Linked DNA regions of Mus musculus: region 1 is linked to region 2. A link is a contact called in public HiChIP or PLAC-seq data. All regions are on one chromosome and are shown on one strand. The core of a region is the stretch at or near the end of the contact, and the rest is flanking DNA. Distances in the headings are between cores, read along the strand shown.

Region 1 (6,938 bases), core at 1,470-3,969, 400 kb before region 2:
ATAAAAAATCAGGCACTAAATGTTAAATAATAATTGACCATGAGGCTGGAAAGTTAGTTCAGTGGTTAAGAGCACTGACCTTTAAAGATTTATTAACCTGCTCCTGGAAACCCGCCCCCCACTGAATACATCCACTGAATACAAAAAAAAAAAAAAAAAAAAAAAAAGAACTGTTCTATTTGTGATTCACTGAATACATAGTTTCAGAGTTGTAATGCTTGGATGATTTTTGTGCTTTACTGTGCCAAGTGATTTTTTTTTTTTTTTTTGGTTTTTCCAGACAGGGTTTCTCTGTATAGCCCTGGCTGTCCTGGAACTCACTTTGTAGACCAGGCTGGCCTCGAACTCAGAAATCCGCCTGCCTCTGCCTCCCAAGTGCTGGGATTAAAGCCGTGTCACCACGCCCGGCTGGATATAGTTTCTAAGAGATGTAATGTTTGGTTTTTTTAATGTATAAAACCCCCTGCTTGAGAGCTGCAGAATACACTCAGATTCAAACTGGCTCTGTGTTTGTCTCTGTTTGTCACAGCTGAATCCTTACCCACCTGCTTCAAAGACTCTCATTCCAGGGACCCCCATGCCCAGCTGGGGTGGTCTGTGGCATGTGTGTATATATCTATGTATGTATGTATGTATGTATGTATGTATGTATGTATGTATTCAAATATAAATACACTTAGCATTGCTTATGTGTTTTTAGGGTTGACTACTTGTGTTGGATTACCAATTAGGTGACCCATTCCTAGAGAAGGCTGATTCTCCCTTTCTCAGCAGTCATTACTTGCCTGTAGCTCTTCATGTAAGGGTGGGTCCTTCTGAGATGTCCCCTATGCACTGGTGTGGTCATTGTTAGGGTGTTATTTAGGCTACCATATGGTTGAGAGATCTTATGGGTCTCTCTCTTGGTTTCTGTGTGATGTTCTCTGAGCCTTAGATGCAGGGGCTTGTGTTATGGTGGGGATATATCAATTGGCATTTTGGCACACTGTGGTAAGCAGTTCTCTGCATTTTGATCAGTTGTGGCTTTCTGTAATTGTCTCTGCTGCAAAAGAAACTCCCAGGATGAAGGATGAGAGCACACTTATTTATGTGTTTAAGGATAAGTAGTAAGAATGTTGTTAGAGGGGGTTGGAGAGAGCAGTTAAGGGCACTGACTGCTCTTCCTGAGGTCCTGTGTTCAACTACCAGCAGCCACAGGGTAGCTCACAACCATCTGTAATGGGATCTGATGCCCTCTTCTGGTGTTTCTGAAGACAGCTACAATAGACTCATATACATAAAAAATTAATAAATCTTAAAAACAAGAACGCTGTTACAAATTATACTGTTTTAGGGAACATGACAATACTAAGTTATCTATGATCCATGGACTTACTGGTCACAGATAGGCTTATAGTATCAGATATGTAATCTATTCTTTGGTTTGTAAATCCATTCAGATGGTTGTTGGCTATCCCTAAATTATAAGTGCCACTGCTGCATCTTTGGGAATATCTATTAAAAATAATTTATTATTCTCTTACTTTATATATATAAGTGCTTCACCTGCATGTATGTATGTGTACTGTGTGTTCTGCCTGGTGCCCATGGAAGTCAGAAGTGGGAGTTAGATCCCTGGAACTGGAATTCTAGATTGTTTGCTTGCTTGTTTTTGCTTGTTTGTTTTGTTTTGTTTGTTTGTTTGTTTTTGAGACAGGGTTTCTCTGTGTAGCCCTGGCTGTTCTGGAACTCACTTTGTAGACCAGGCTGGCCTGGAATTCAGAAATCCACCTGCCTCTGCCTCCCAAGTGCTGGGATTAAAGGTGTGCGCCACCATCGCCCTGCTTTGCTTGGTTTTTCAAGCCAAGGTTTCTCTATGTATCCCTGGATGTCCTGAATTGTACTCTGAAGGATGGCCTTGTACTTGGATATGGCTGCCTCTGCATCCAGAGTGCTGGGATTTGTAAAGGGTCCCTGAAAGTTTTACAGCGGACATGGAAACCATCTGTGAAGAGACAGGAGTGAAATTTGGTTCAGGCTGGTTTAGGCACCAATCCTATGCCAGGACTTTGAGAATCTGACACCAGTTCATTTATTTTAGCCATATTTAAGCACAGCAGTTTTAGAAAAAAGTTTTCAGATAACAAATAACTCAGTCCTGTGAGTACAACAAAGCTTAAGACATGCTTTGGCCGGGCGGTGGTGGAGCACACCTTAAATCCCAGCACTTGGGAGGCAGAGGCAGGTGGATTTCTGAGTTCGAGGTCAGCCTGGTCTACAGAGTGAGTTCCAGGACAGCCAGGGCTATACAGAGCAAACCTGTCTCGAAAAACCAAAAAAGAAAAAAAGAAGACCAAAAAAAAAAAAAAAAAAGACATGTTTCATTGAACTCTTTACAAAGTATTCATATAAGGTGGGTTCTTGTTGACTTAGAAACAATGCTCAAGATAATGGTCCAGAGAGAATGCCTTAGGTAAACATTAAGGCCCACAGCAGTCCTGATTGCCAGCCCCATCCCTAAGATAACACAGCAGCCACCTAGGTTGTTGTAAAGTCCAAATTTCATCACAAGAATGATTTTTATGACCTAGAAATAATGCTCAAGGTTTTAGGAGGAAAGGATCTAGGATAAGTAAAATATAAATTCTGAGAGATATGGCAGCGCCTAGCTCATAAGACAGCAGAGAATTGCCAGGTTGTAAACTATATCCATTCCTAGAATTCCAGGAAGAAGATAGGTTAAGCATCTCCTTCCTTTGAAGAATGCCTATGTAAAATAGTTCCTGGATTCTCCAGAACCTATCTGTGTGTACAAGGACTTTTTGCCTTTTACAGGGATTAGAGTTGTGCACCACCTTGTGGTCTATAGAAAGTAGTTAACCACATAGGTGCTGGAAGCTGAACCTGGACTCTCTGCAAGAACAACAAATGCTCTTAACCCCTGATCTGTCTCCCCAGCTGCATTTTTTTTTGGGGGGGATATTCTTGCTATGCTGAACAGTGTGGTTTATAGGTATCACAATTAGGTAGGATTATCCTCAATGGGCTGACCCTCCTACAATAATTGTTAAATCAAGAGATGCTCCACGGATTTGCCTGTGGGAGGAATGTTTTCAAGGGAAGGTCCTTCTCAGATGGCCAGGGCTTGTGTCAATTTCACCACCACCACCACCACCACCACCACCACCACCACCACCACCACCACCACCACCACCTAACTAGGTGAGCATGGTGGCACATTCCTTTAATTGCACAACTCAGAAAGCAGACACAAGGGGATCTCTGTGAGTTCCAAGCTAGCTTAGTCTACATAGAGTTCCAGGGCCACCAGGGCTACCATAGAACTTATTTCAAAGCCGGACATGGTGGCGCACGCCTTTAATCCCAGCACTTGGGAGGCAGAGGCAGGCGGATTTCTGAGTTCGAGGCCAGCCTGGTCTACAGAGTGAGTTCCAGGACAGCCAGGGTTATACAGAGAAACCCTGTCTCGAAAAAACAAACAAACAAACAAAAGAAACCCAGAACTTATTTCAAAAGCAACATTGTGTAGAATAGTCTGTATATATCTCTTTCTTCCATTTGCTATATCATGCCATTTAATGCAATGACATTTCTTTCTTTCTTTCTTTCTTTCTTTCTTTCTTTCTTTCTTTCTTTCTTTCTTTCTTTCTTTTTTTTTTTGTCCATATGACCTTTCTATTGGATAAAATGGAGTTGGTACTATTGCTGAGTTGGAGTTATCCCAGTAGTAGCTTCTTATGAAACTGGGTGCCCAGGATTTGGTGCATGTATTGGGCTGTGCATCAGGCTGGCTTTGACCTCACAGAGATCCACCTGCATCTGCTTCCTGAGTGCATTAGGTGTTGAGACAGTTTTCTTGTGTAGCCCTGGCTGTTCTGGAACTCACTTTGTATACCTGGCTAGCCTCGAACTCAGAAATCCGCCTGCCTCTGCCTCCCAAGTGCTGGGATTAAAGGTGTGTGCCACCACCGCCGGGCAGGAGCTGTGTCGTAATGTACCCTAAGACAATTCTAACTGTGTCAGCCATCGAAGCTGGGAGGAGGAAGGCCTCTATCCACATGAGGGGGTTGCCATAGACACAGTCAATGACTTTCCACCTCAGGTCATTCTGTGAAGTCCTCTTGGTACTTTGAAAGGGTTTCAGTTTAGGGGGGTCTCTCTTATGGAGTTTGTTTCTCATTAAAACAAATCCTTGTAAAATGTTGTCCTTTGGCAAGTTTCACGCCCTTCGCCGTTTAGAGATAGTGTGGACCCCCATACAACTGTAACTTTGTGTTGTAGCATTCACACTCTGAGATCCCCAGCACACTCCCTCCCCCTTTTTATAAGATTCAACCCTGCTGGAGATTTCTGGGACCTCTCTGGTCAAGAGGCTTGATCATTTAGCTCCTATCATTCTCTGGGTCCTGACTGACCTTGAGGACAAAGGCTAGGAAACTTTTGATTTTCCTCACTGGTGTAGGCTTAAAGCTTATCCCCAGAGGGAAAGCTTTATCAGTTTGTAATTTTAAACTGCTTTTTTTTTTTTTTAACATTTTAAAAAGGCTTGGTCAAAACAACCCAATTTAAAAAGAACCTTGGCTTTGTTATGACTCAGTTTCCCCAGGTGGTTAAACCCTAAGGAGGCCAGCAAAACCACAAGTAATGACCTTGTACTTAGACCCTCCTTCTTTTTAACCAGTTCTTGTGTTACCATAGTAACACACAGTATGTATGTATTGTATGTTACATTTTAACACATATAAACTAGTTCTTTTTTTAAAAAAGATTTATTTACTATTATACATAAGTACACTGTAGCTGTCTTCAGCCGCACCAGAAGAGTGCATCAAATCTCATTGCGGGTGGTTGTGAGCCACCATGTGGTTGCTGGGATTTGAACTCAGGACCTTCAGAAGAGCAGTCAGCGCCCTTATCCACTGAACCATTTCGCCAGCCTATAAACTAGTTCTTGTGTCTGTAGAGCACTATAATCTTGGAGATTTTCTTTCTTTAAATGTTTTGAGACAAGTTCTCTCTACATAGTCCCAGAACTCACTTTGTAGACCAGGGTATCCTCAAAATCGCAGAGATCTGCTGGCTTCTGCCTAGAGTGCTGTGATTAAAGGTGTGGCCACCACACCTGTCTAACCTTAGGGATTTTTTTTCCCTTTTGGTTTTCCTGAGACTGAGGTTCCTTGTGTGGCCTTGGCTGTCCTGGAACTCACTCTGTAGACAAGGCTGGCTCCCAATTGAGAGATCCACCTACTTCTGCTCCTTGAGTGCTGGGATCAAAGGCGTGTGCCACCACAGGCCAGCACCTTAGGGATTTTTAATAAACTTTAATCATCTAACATATATCACCCTTAACCTCATTTTCAGGGCTGGAGAGTTGGCTCAGTGGCTTCCCAGCAACCACATGGTGGCTCACAACCATCAGTAATGGGATCTGATGCCCTCTTCTGGTGTGTCTGAAGACAGCAACAGTCCCATTTCCGAAATAAGCCTGGTGGTGCAACTTGCTCAGACCTTCTGTGAAGGACTTTCATGCCTTTGTCTTCATCTTCTGTTTTAAATTCCTAGGATAAAAATCCCACCATTATCTAAAACATTCTCTTTTTAATCCTTTCTACCAAAAATAAAAAGACGTCATACTTCCCTCTCTTTCTTTTACCTTCTCTCTTTCTCTCTGCCTTTCTATAATAAAACCATAAAGAAGACTTCATACTAATCCTTCTCAACAACTCTCTCTCTTTTTCTATTTTCTCTCTCTCTCCCTCTCCTAGTTACCACTTATTTCATCTTCCCAGGCGAGAGTTTAAGCCAAATTATATTCCTGGCACATCATAGCAAAAATGATTGCCTGTATACATATTTGTAATGTCCAAGCTTTCTCCTATTGCACGTCTCCAGAAAAATCTGTCCATTTGGACTTAAGGTTTACACTTTAGTCAGAATTTTGGCATATTGCCATTGAACCTGAGTAGGACACTACTCTTTGTATGCAAAAAAAGGCAGGAAGAAAATACCCACAGAACCAAAGATGTTTTCATGTTTAACATGTAATTGCAGTGTAAGAGGACAGGGGACATTTATTTTCCTTATTCAGGCTAGGGTGGAGAAGAGCATGCAGCCCTAAGGTCTGTTAGGAAAGTAATTTCTTTTTTCTTCCAGATTCATCTTCAGATCTTCTGCACTTTCTCATTATGCTCATTATGATTTACTGTCTGTAAGTTACAGAGTACCTTTTGCATCCTTGGTCCCAAGGACTCTTTATGTCTAACCTAGAGGTTCTCAACCTATGGGTTGTAACCCCTTTGGAGGTTGCATATCAGATACTCTGCTTATCAGATACTCTGCATATCAGATACACTGCATATCAGATACTCTGCATAACAGATACTCTGCATATAAGATATTTGCATCACAGTTCATAGCAATAGCAACATTATAGTTATGAAGTAGCAATGAAAGAATTTCATGGTTGGGGATCACCACATGAGGAACTGTATTAAAGGGTCACAGGAGGGTTGAGAACCACCACTTCAGCGGGGCAGTGGTGGCTCACGCCTTTAATCCCAGCACTCAGGAGGCAGAGGCAGGCGGATTTCTGAGTTCGAGGCCAGCCTGGTCTACAAAGTTAGTTCCAGGATAGCCAGGGCTATACAGAGAAACCCTGTCTTGAAAAACCAGGAGAGAGAGAGAGGGAGAGAGAGAGAGAGAGAGAGAAAGAACCACTGCTCCGACCCCCAGGTCCTTTGTCTTCTGATCCCCATTCTCTCCTGGAACAGGCACTGATTTATCCCTGATAATCTAATCTTTGTGATCAAGCTTCAAAGACCCTGCCTATGGCCTTGGTAGACCTCATTGTTATCCTATCCTATGCAGGTTGTTAGTTGGGGAATTTTCATCTGCTGTCATTACACCCCATGAAGGTGCATGGTCTCTTTCCCAAGCAG
Region 2 (7,050 bases), core at 3,361-5,860:
GAGAAATCTCCCTTGGCAGAAACATGCCTCCTTGGGTCTGCTTCTCATTTTGGACAATTGGGAAAGGCAATCACTCACGTTTTATTGATGCCAAAAGTTTTTCACAGTCATCAATATAGGCTACGAAAATGAAGCTGTTGACATCTTATTTCTGGGTTTTCTCTTTCAGATAATTTTGAACTATATAGCACCATATATTTTGAACCAAAGACGTTTCATTTCATAAGTGAACATTTCCAGTGCCTTGTACACAGTCGCTCTTGTGCTGTCACGTCCGGGACAGTCACATCTGTATCAATCAAGCCCATTCAGTGCTATAAGACGGATCTGTCTGATATTAATCTTACTCAAAGAGCATGAGATAAAACTTTCAGTCACACAGAAATGCCTTTAGCTATTTGTAACAGAACAGATATTCTTTGGAAACCAGTTTCTAGGCCTTTGAGGATTTGGTCTGACCCTTCAAGCTCTGCTTCCATGTTATCTCCTGTACTTTTTTGTTTTGTCTCTTGGGTTCATTAGGTTGGAGCTTTGAGTAAAGAGAGTTTACTTGTGTCCTCCTACTTAGCTTCTGATAGAATTCTTAGCAAGTACTGATCTGGTACAAGCTGGAAAAGGTTACTTTTTTTTCCTCCAGTTGTAGAATGCAACCAGCTTTCTGTAGCCATTATAAGAAGGCCAGTCTAACAATTATGATAAGGATGGGAACACAAGACTGACTAAGCCAGTGCAGAGCTGTTTCCTGAATGCCCAGAACAGATGTGATTTGTAGACTTAAGGATCTGCTCTCAGGTGAAAGAGGCAGGATGGCCTCATGAACCGTTTTCTTCAGGGCACCCCTTGGAAGGATCAGAATGGACGCCAGGTGCTCAGGAAGCTGAGTCATGAGTTGCACTATGGCTGCTATTAGCTAGCAGTGAATGTGGCCTAGGGTTAGCTCACTGGGGCTGCCAGAGTCCACACCATAAAAGTATAGATTCTTACTACTACAGGAAGGAAACAGAGTGACCCACTGCGATAATATTAGCCACTGAATAATGGTGTTGGCCATCTTTCTTTTAAAATCATAGCTACACATAGAATAATAGGATGTATTAAAGATTTATGTCAGGCCCCAGGGATAAGCTCACCACTGTCTACTATTGCTAAGACTGAGGCCAAATTCATAAACTGGACTTTCTGTGCGTCAAACTACCCTTGGCATGCCTTTTATTTATTAACTGCTTTATACTTTTATTTATTAAATGCTCCTGCATACTGCCTTTATTACTGTCCTCTGAAGTCCACATGCATGTTGCATAGTCTTGATATCCTACCTCCTGTTAGTGTGTGTGTGTTCTTGAAGGAAGAGCCGAAGTTAATATTCTCAGGGCTGTGAAATATTTTTAACAAGATCTGGACACCTTTTCCAAACTACCTCCTCCATCACCCATCTGATTGTGTGCATTTTCTTCCAGATGTGTGCAATGGACTATTGGAAACCTCACTGATCACTTACCTTAATACCACAAATCAGTGGTGTTGTAAATCAGACATCACGAAACATCTCTGTGGTCCAATCTACATCCCAGAACTCTATAGGCACAAGTAGAATGGGAGCTGGATCAGGAGATAGGAGAGCCTGGATGGTCCCACACCATTGTGGGTAGGCTGCCCTGGCTGGTTGGACTAATAAATACCTTCCCCAGATAGAAAGGATATTGTAAAATTGTACATAGCTGATACAAAGAACTGTACTTATGACATTGAGATGAACATAACTAAGCATTCATAATTTTGTAAGGACTCCAACCAATTCTGTTTGTGGCCTGGTTCTCTGGCCTTCCAATTGACATTCTCTACCCAACCTTCCATGACCTGAATAATTTCTTGCTTGTCCCATCAAAGTCACCTCCAACCCATAAATATGAATGTGGTGACCACTGAAGGCTAGCAAAGGCTTCTTTTTTATACGGTTTTACTGTAAATGAAGAAACTACAGGTCTGATCTATGCCTTTACGTTTTTAGTGCAGTGACCTTCTGCAAGAGCCCTGGTTAAGTTAGTCCTCAGGCCAGCATGCCGACCAAGTCCATCCCTCTCTTTTTCCTGGATTTTACAGGTGAGACATGTACATGCACAGCTAGAGAGCATTGCATGTATAAGCACTATACTAGAGAGGCTTGTGAGCAGAAACCTTTGAACAGCAGCTGTAGAAACAGAGGGACATTTGACTGACAGCAATAGACAGAGAAGAGACAGAGAGATTCTAGTCTACCATGAATGGGACAAGAATCTTTGCATGTTCCTTAGAGGGTGGAGTGCTGCTTTGCTGCTGTTTGGTGGAGGCTCCCTTGTACTGCTTGTCATGGTGACCTACTGATGATGTGGTACTCTAGGGCTATGGTAATCTCCATTTTCAGTGCCACAGTGAAAAGCCACTTGCAGAATGAAGCCACAGGCCTATATAGAGAAAGATGCAGTACCTGGCCCTGAGGACCTCATTCCTCTTCTTTCTCCTCTTCTTCCCTTTTGTGTGACTGCACACACTTCCAGTATCCTATTTGTTTTGTGGATGCAGGCAGAGAAAACAAGCCATCTGGTCTACCTTGCTAAGGGACATCTAAACCATTACTCTTCTGGCTCAGAATGAAGCTTGTTTAGTATAATTAGTTGGCGATTTTGTGAGTGGGAATGTTCTGCCAGAAGTGTTCTGTGTTTAGAGGACTTCAGAGTCAATTCTGAGCTTGTCTTCATGCTTAAGGAGAGGAGACCACAGAATTTACTCACTGCCATCTTTTCTTGATGTCAATTTCTGAAGGTTAGTGGCGAAGGTCAGCTATGGAAAAAAAATGCCTGGGGACAGATTCATAAAGTATGGTACAAGTAACCACACCTATTTTATTCCCGGATATCTAAGCTTCATCGCAGCATCCTGGGAAGAGATGCTTTCATAATCCAATCTCAGGGATGAAGAAATCAAGGCCTAGAAGTGCCTACTGGCTTGTGCAGGCATGTGGTGAGTCAGAACTGATCTCAGTAGCCTTTTGAGCCTGGGCTCTGTGGTTCTCTGGTCTGTACCCAATTCGCCATCACATTCCTGCCTGCTTGTCACTTCTGCATCTTTCTTTCAGTATTACTTTTTAGAAGGAAACTAAAAAGAAATCATTCTATAAACCTAAGTCTTAGGAGGAAGAGTGCTCAGAGAAGAGCCATACTGGGGACTATAGTGCCCTGTGCTTGTGCTTAAGAGAGTGAAGAATTAGGGAAGTTGATCCTGTCCTCTGGTGTGCCCTCTGGAACTATCATGGCTTCTGCTGGCAAGGGGACACTGGCTGACACAGAGATGCTCCAGGCATGTGAGGTTGTCTGTTTCCACCAGGAATAAAGAAGAGGGTCAGGCTGTTCTCCTCATATCTCCAACACATCCTTCATCTTCTCCTTCTTTCCACTATGATACTATAGGATCTGCCATTCCATGTTCCTTACACATGCTTAAAGACATCACACTGCTAAGTGATGGTGAAGGGTGGTTCCTATTAAAGCCCCCCAGGTCCTCAGCTGGAACCTATCACCTCCTTGAAGTGACGACACCAGGTGTCTCCTTAGCTCAGTACAGGCTGCTTAGAGGATGCTTAGAGGCTGCTTAGAGGTGCCGGTGACCTTTTGTACCCCTGTTTTAAACAGGGAGGTTACACCATTGCTGGTTCCTATTCTGTCAGGAGCACCCATAACTTAGTGGTTTCTTGTAGAAAACAGAAAGTCATAGTGACCTGATAAAAGACTTCCTATAAGTTACTGCTGGAGGTTCATTCCATGAAGAGGAAAGCAAAACAGATAATTGGAATTCATTCAAATTAAGACTTCGACCATTAAAAGGTAGTTTAAAAGGAAATGGGGAAAAAACTGGTCATTTTAGGGAAGAAACATCTGTGGATCTAATACCAGAAACAATGGCAATTTTAAAAGACATGAACACACACTTCATCACATAAAGAATGAAGACAGCAAATAAACATGTGAAAAGATACTTAGCATCTTAGGGAAATTCAAGTTAAAAACCACAAAGTAATACCACCTCATGTCTATTATTGTCTAAATGAAAAGGCTAAACATGCCATCATTGGTGGGGAAGTAGTTTTATAGGTTCCTAACAAAGTTAACTAAGGGCTGGGGTGATGGCTCAGTCAGTAAAGTACCTGACAGGCAATCATGGAGAGCCAGGTTCTGATTCCTAGAAACCACACTAAGATCTAGGCATGGTGCATGTGCCTGCAAAGGGTAGCATTCTTTGCATATTTAGGATATCAATCCTCCTTCTAGTATTAGATCCACAAATGGATGCTGCTTTCCCTAGGACAAGGCTGAAGGGAGCCCAGGCCCATTGAGACACGGCTTGGGTGGAGTGCAGGAAGACACAGGAAGACGAACAGCAAGCATAGTGGAGTGGGCCAAACTGGCTTCCCAGTTGCAGACGCTCAGGGGGCCCTTTCCTTAGCTTCTGTTTTCACCTATGAGGTGAGCTGCCTTGGGGCTCCCAGCTTGAAGTCCTTACTTCACACTGGAACCACAAGGCAGAGAGAGTCCATGTCCAGAGGCTGCTTATCTATCAGCCTTCCTAGAGAAAGAGGAAGTCTTCCTTTCCTCCCTGGTAATCTTTTCCTCCCATTTCTAACATCCAGGATGTTTGTAGTCCCACCTCAGAGACTGGAGAAAATCTTACACAAAAACCCGGCTTTTAAGCCTCCCAATAATGGCCTTATTAAAACTTAAACAAAAGGCACAGCATTGGTTTATTGCCCCCTTGCAGCCATCTAGAAGCCAAGAGGCATGTCACCCAGAGCGTAGTGAGCTGAGGGGCAACAAGGTGTGGCTTGGTGGAAACAATGTCCACACAACCAAACCAGACAGTCCCACACTTTATCAGCTCAGGAAGACAAAGGAGGCCACGTTTCTGCTTGGATCCCATAAACACTAGATTCCCTTACAATGGCACACCCCTCCCTTTCACATCCCCCTCAGCAGCAGGAGTTCCAACACTGCCCTGGGACGCCGAGGCTTAGACATTCCCAGGAGTCCAGATTCAAGCACACCCTGCCTACACTTGATGTCCAGCCAGCTTGTCTGGGTGAGTGTAGGGAACCTTTACATGGAGGTCGGACTTGGAAACACTGGCCTAAAGGGCATTTACTTCCCTGTCTGGCAGCTGTCATTGATACAAATTGCTGCACAAATCCTGTCTCTGATGAAAGTTTAATGAAGTCACTGTGCTGGTTCCCTGAGAACTCAGGGGCTTATATGTCCCCAGATGTGTCCTTAGACTCTCAGGAGCTGAGATATGCAGGAGTAACCACCGAGAGGGTGTCCTATAGATAATTCTTCTAAGTTCTAAAGGACAGTAGTTTGCTTTTGTTTTGTTTTTGAAAGGCAGACTCTTTTCCTATCAGGATCATACAAGTGTTTTATAGATAGGGAACCCAGTGTAAGCTGTGGAAAAGAAGCCCCCCCCCCCACCACCACCACCATATGACGACAGATAGGCTATGGTGCAAAGTGATAGGTCATTTCTCCTTCAGGAGCACATTGTCCCTTCTGGTACCTGATCTTGACTGGGTATCTGGGCTGAGCAATGTTTCATGTCTCCAAACATCTGTGAAGGGGATCAAAAGGCCATTTCTCTGAAACTTTTCTTTCCAGGTGTATCCCCTGACTCCTAACCTATGTGTGTGGGGGGTGGGGGGTGGGGGGTGGGGGGGAAGGGCGGGGAGGGTGGCCAGAGGGGAAAGGATGCAAATCTAATCCCACTGGCATCTGTGCTAGTTATGTTCACAAACTGTGACCCAAAATACTAAGAAAGAGCTTTAAAGGGGTTACTTGGGTTCCTAGTTTCAGAGATTTTGGTCTACAGTCCTTGTTCGCATTTCTTCTTGGTCTATAGTGAAGTGAGCAGATATTCCTCAGAGCAGGACACTCACAGCTAACATACAAGTGGTAGCAGGATCACACTGAGAGGATGCTGCACTTGATAGCTAACACAGAGAGGAAGGGACCAGGGACTAGACAGACCCTCAAAGCCCAGTTTCCTGTGACTTGCACCCTCTAGTTCCATCTCTTCCCTCAAAGTTTCTACAATGTCTCCATACAGTGTCTCCAGATGGAAACCAAGCATTCGATACGTGAGTTTAGGTGTGGAAACATTTCATATTCAGACCACGGAAGTCTCCAGTGTGCCTGGGACATTCAGTTCTGAGTCCGAGATCTAGGCCCTAGTTCTTTTTGACTAAGGAGAAAAAGTTGCCCAGAGTTTCAATTTAGGTCTGATTTTGTATAATAACAAAAGGTCTGAAGGTAACTCCTCAGGCAGCTTGTCCTCAAAGGAACCCTGACCATAAGCACAACAGGCAATGACCTCACCAAAGGTCAAAGGCTAAAGTGGAAGAAGAGAAGTGTCATAGCTTGGGAGGGTGGAGAGCTATCTTACACTTCTTTAAGGTTGAATGTCTTGATGGCAGCTCATTTTTCTTTCCCTCTTTTTTCTTTCTCTCTCTCTCATCTTTCCTTCCTTCCCATCCTTCCTTCCTTCCTTCCCATCCTTCCTTCCTTCCTTCCTTCCTTCCTTCCTTCCTTCCTTTCCTTCCTTCCTTCCTTCCTTCCTTCCTTCCTTCGTTCCTTCCTTCCTTCCTTCCTTTCCTTCCTTCCTTTCCTTCCTTCCTTTCCTTCCTTCCTTCCTTCCTTCCTTCCTTCCTTCCTTCCTTCCTTCCTTCCTTTCCTTCCTTTCCTTCCTTCCTTCCTTCCTTCCTTCCTTCCTTCCTTCCTTCCTTCCTTCCTTCCTTCCTTTTTCTTTTTGTAACTTATGTAAGAAAAACTAAATCCAAAGATCTACTGGCTAGTAATTCATGAGTTGAACAGTATCCCATCTGCAGAACAGAATGGCCCTGGGTGGGAACATTCCTAATACAGTAGAACCTCAAGCATTGAGAGCTGAAGAAATGGAGAAAGACCAAATGAAAAAGTGGGTTGCTTCAGAGTTCCTTTCCTGAGGGCTTAGACTGGAAGACACTTCTATGAGTGG

The links. HiChIP or PLAC-seq counts read pairs in DNA pulled down with a chosen protein or histone mark.
Region 1: an H3K27ac HiChIP or PLAC-seq map of extraembryonic endoderm stem cells shows a contact between it and region 2. The contact joins two enhancer-like sites. A contact is called at or near these places in 2 of 39 promoter capture datasets (both in the 3T3-L1 cell line), 1 of 115 datasets of contacts at active chromatin or transcription factors (extraembryonic endoderm stem cells) and 1 of 9 other capture datasets (embryonic stem cells).

Annotation. Positions count from the first base shown.
Region 1 is chr6:117,854,087-117,861,024 of GRCm38.p6, reverse strand. No RefSeq gene overlaps it. Among named protein-coding and RNA genes, the nearest start is that of Zfp239, 5.3 kb to the left of the region's middle. Within about 2 kb of position 2,719, at least 11 of the 459 cell types and tissues checked have an H3K27ac peak or open chromatin away from gene starts, as enhancers often do. A contact at or near this core is called in extraembryonic endoderm stem cells, where this site is marked.
Region 2 is chr6:117,458,346-117,465,395 of GRCm38.p6, reverse strand. No RefSeq gene overlaps it. Among named protein-coding and RNA genes, the nearest start is that of 6820426E19Rik, 33 kb to the left of the region's middle. Within about 2 kb of position 4,610, at least 8 of the 459 cell types and tissues checked have an H3K27ac peak or open chromatin away from gene starts, as enhancers often do. A contact at or near this core is called in extraembryonic endoderm stem cells, where this site is marked.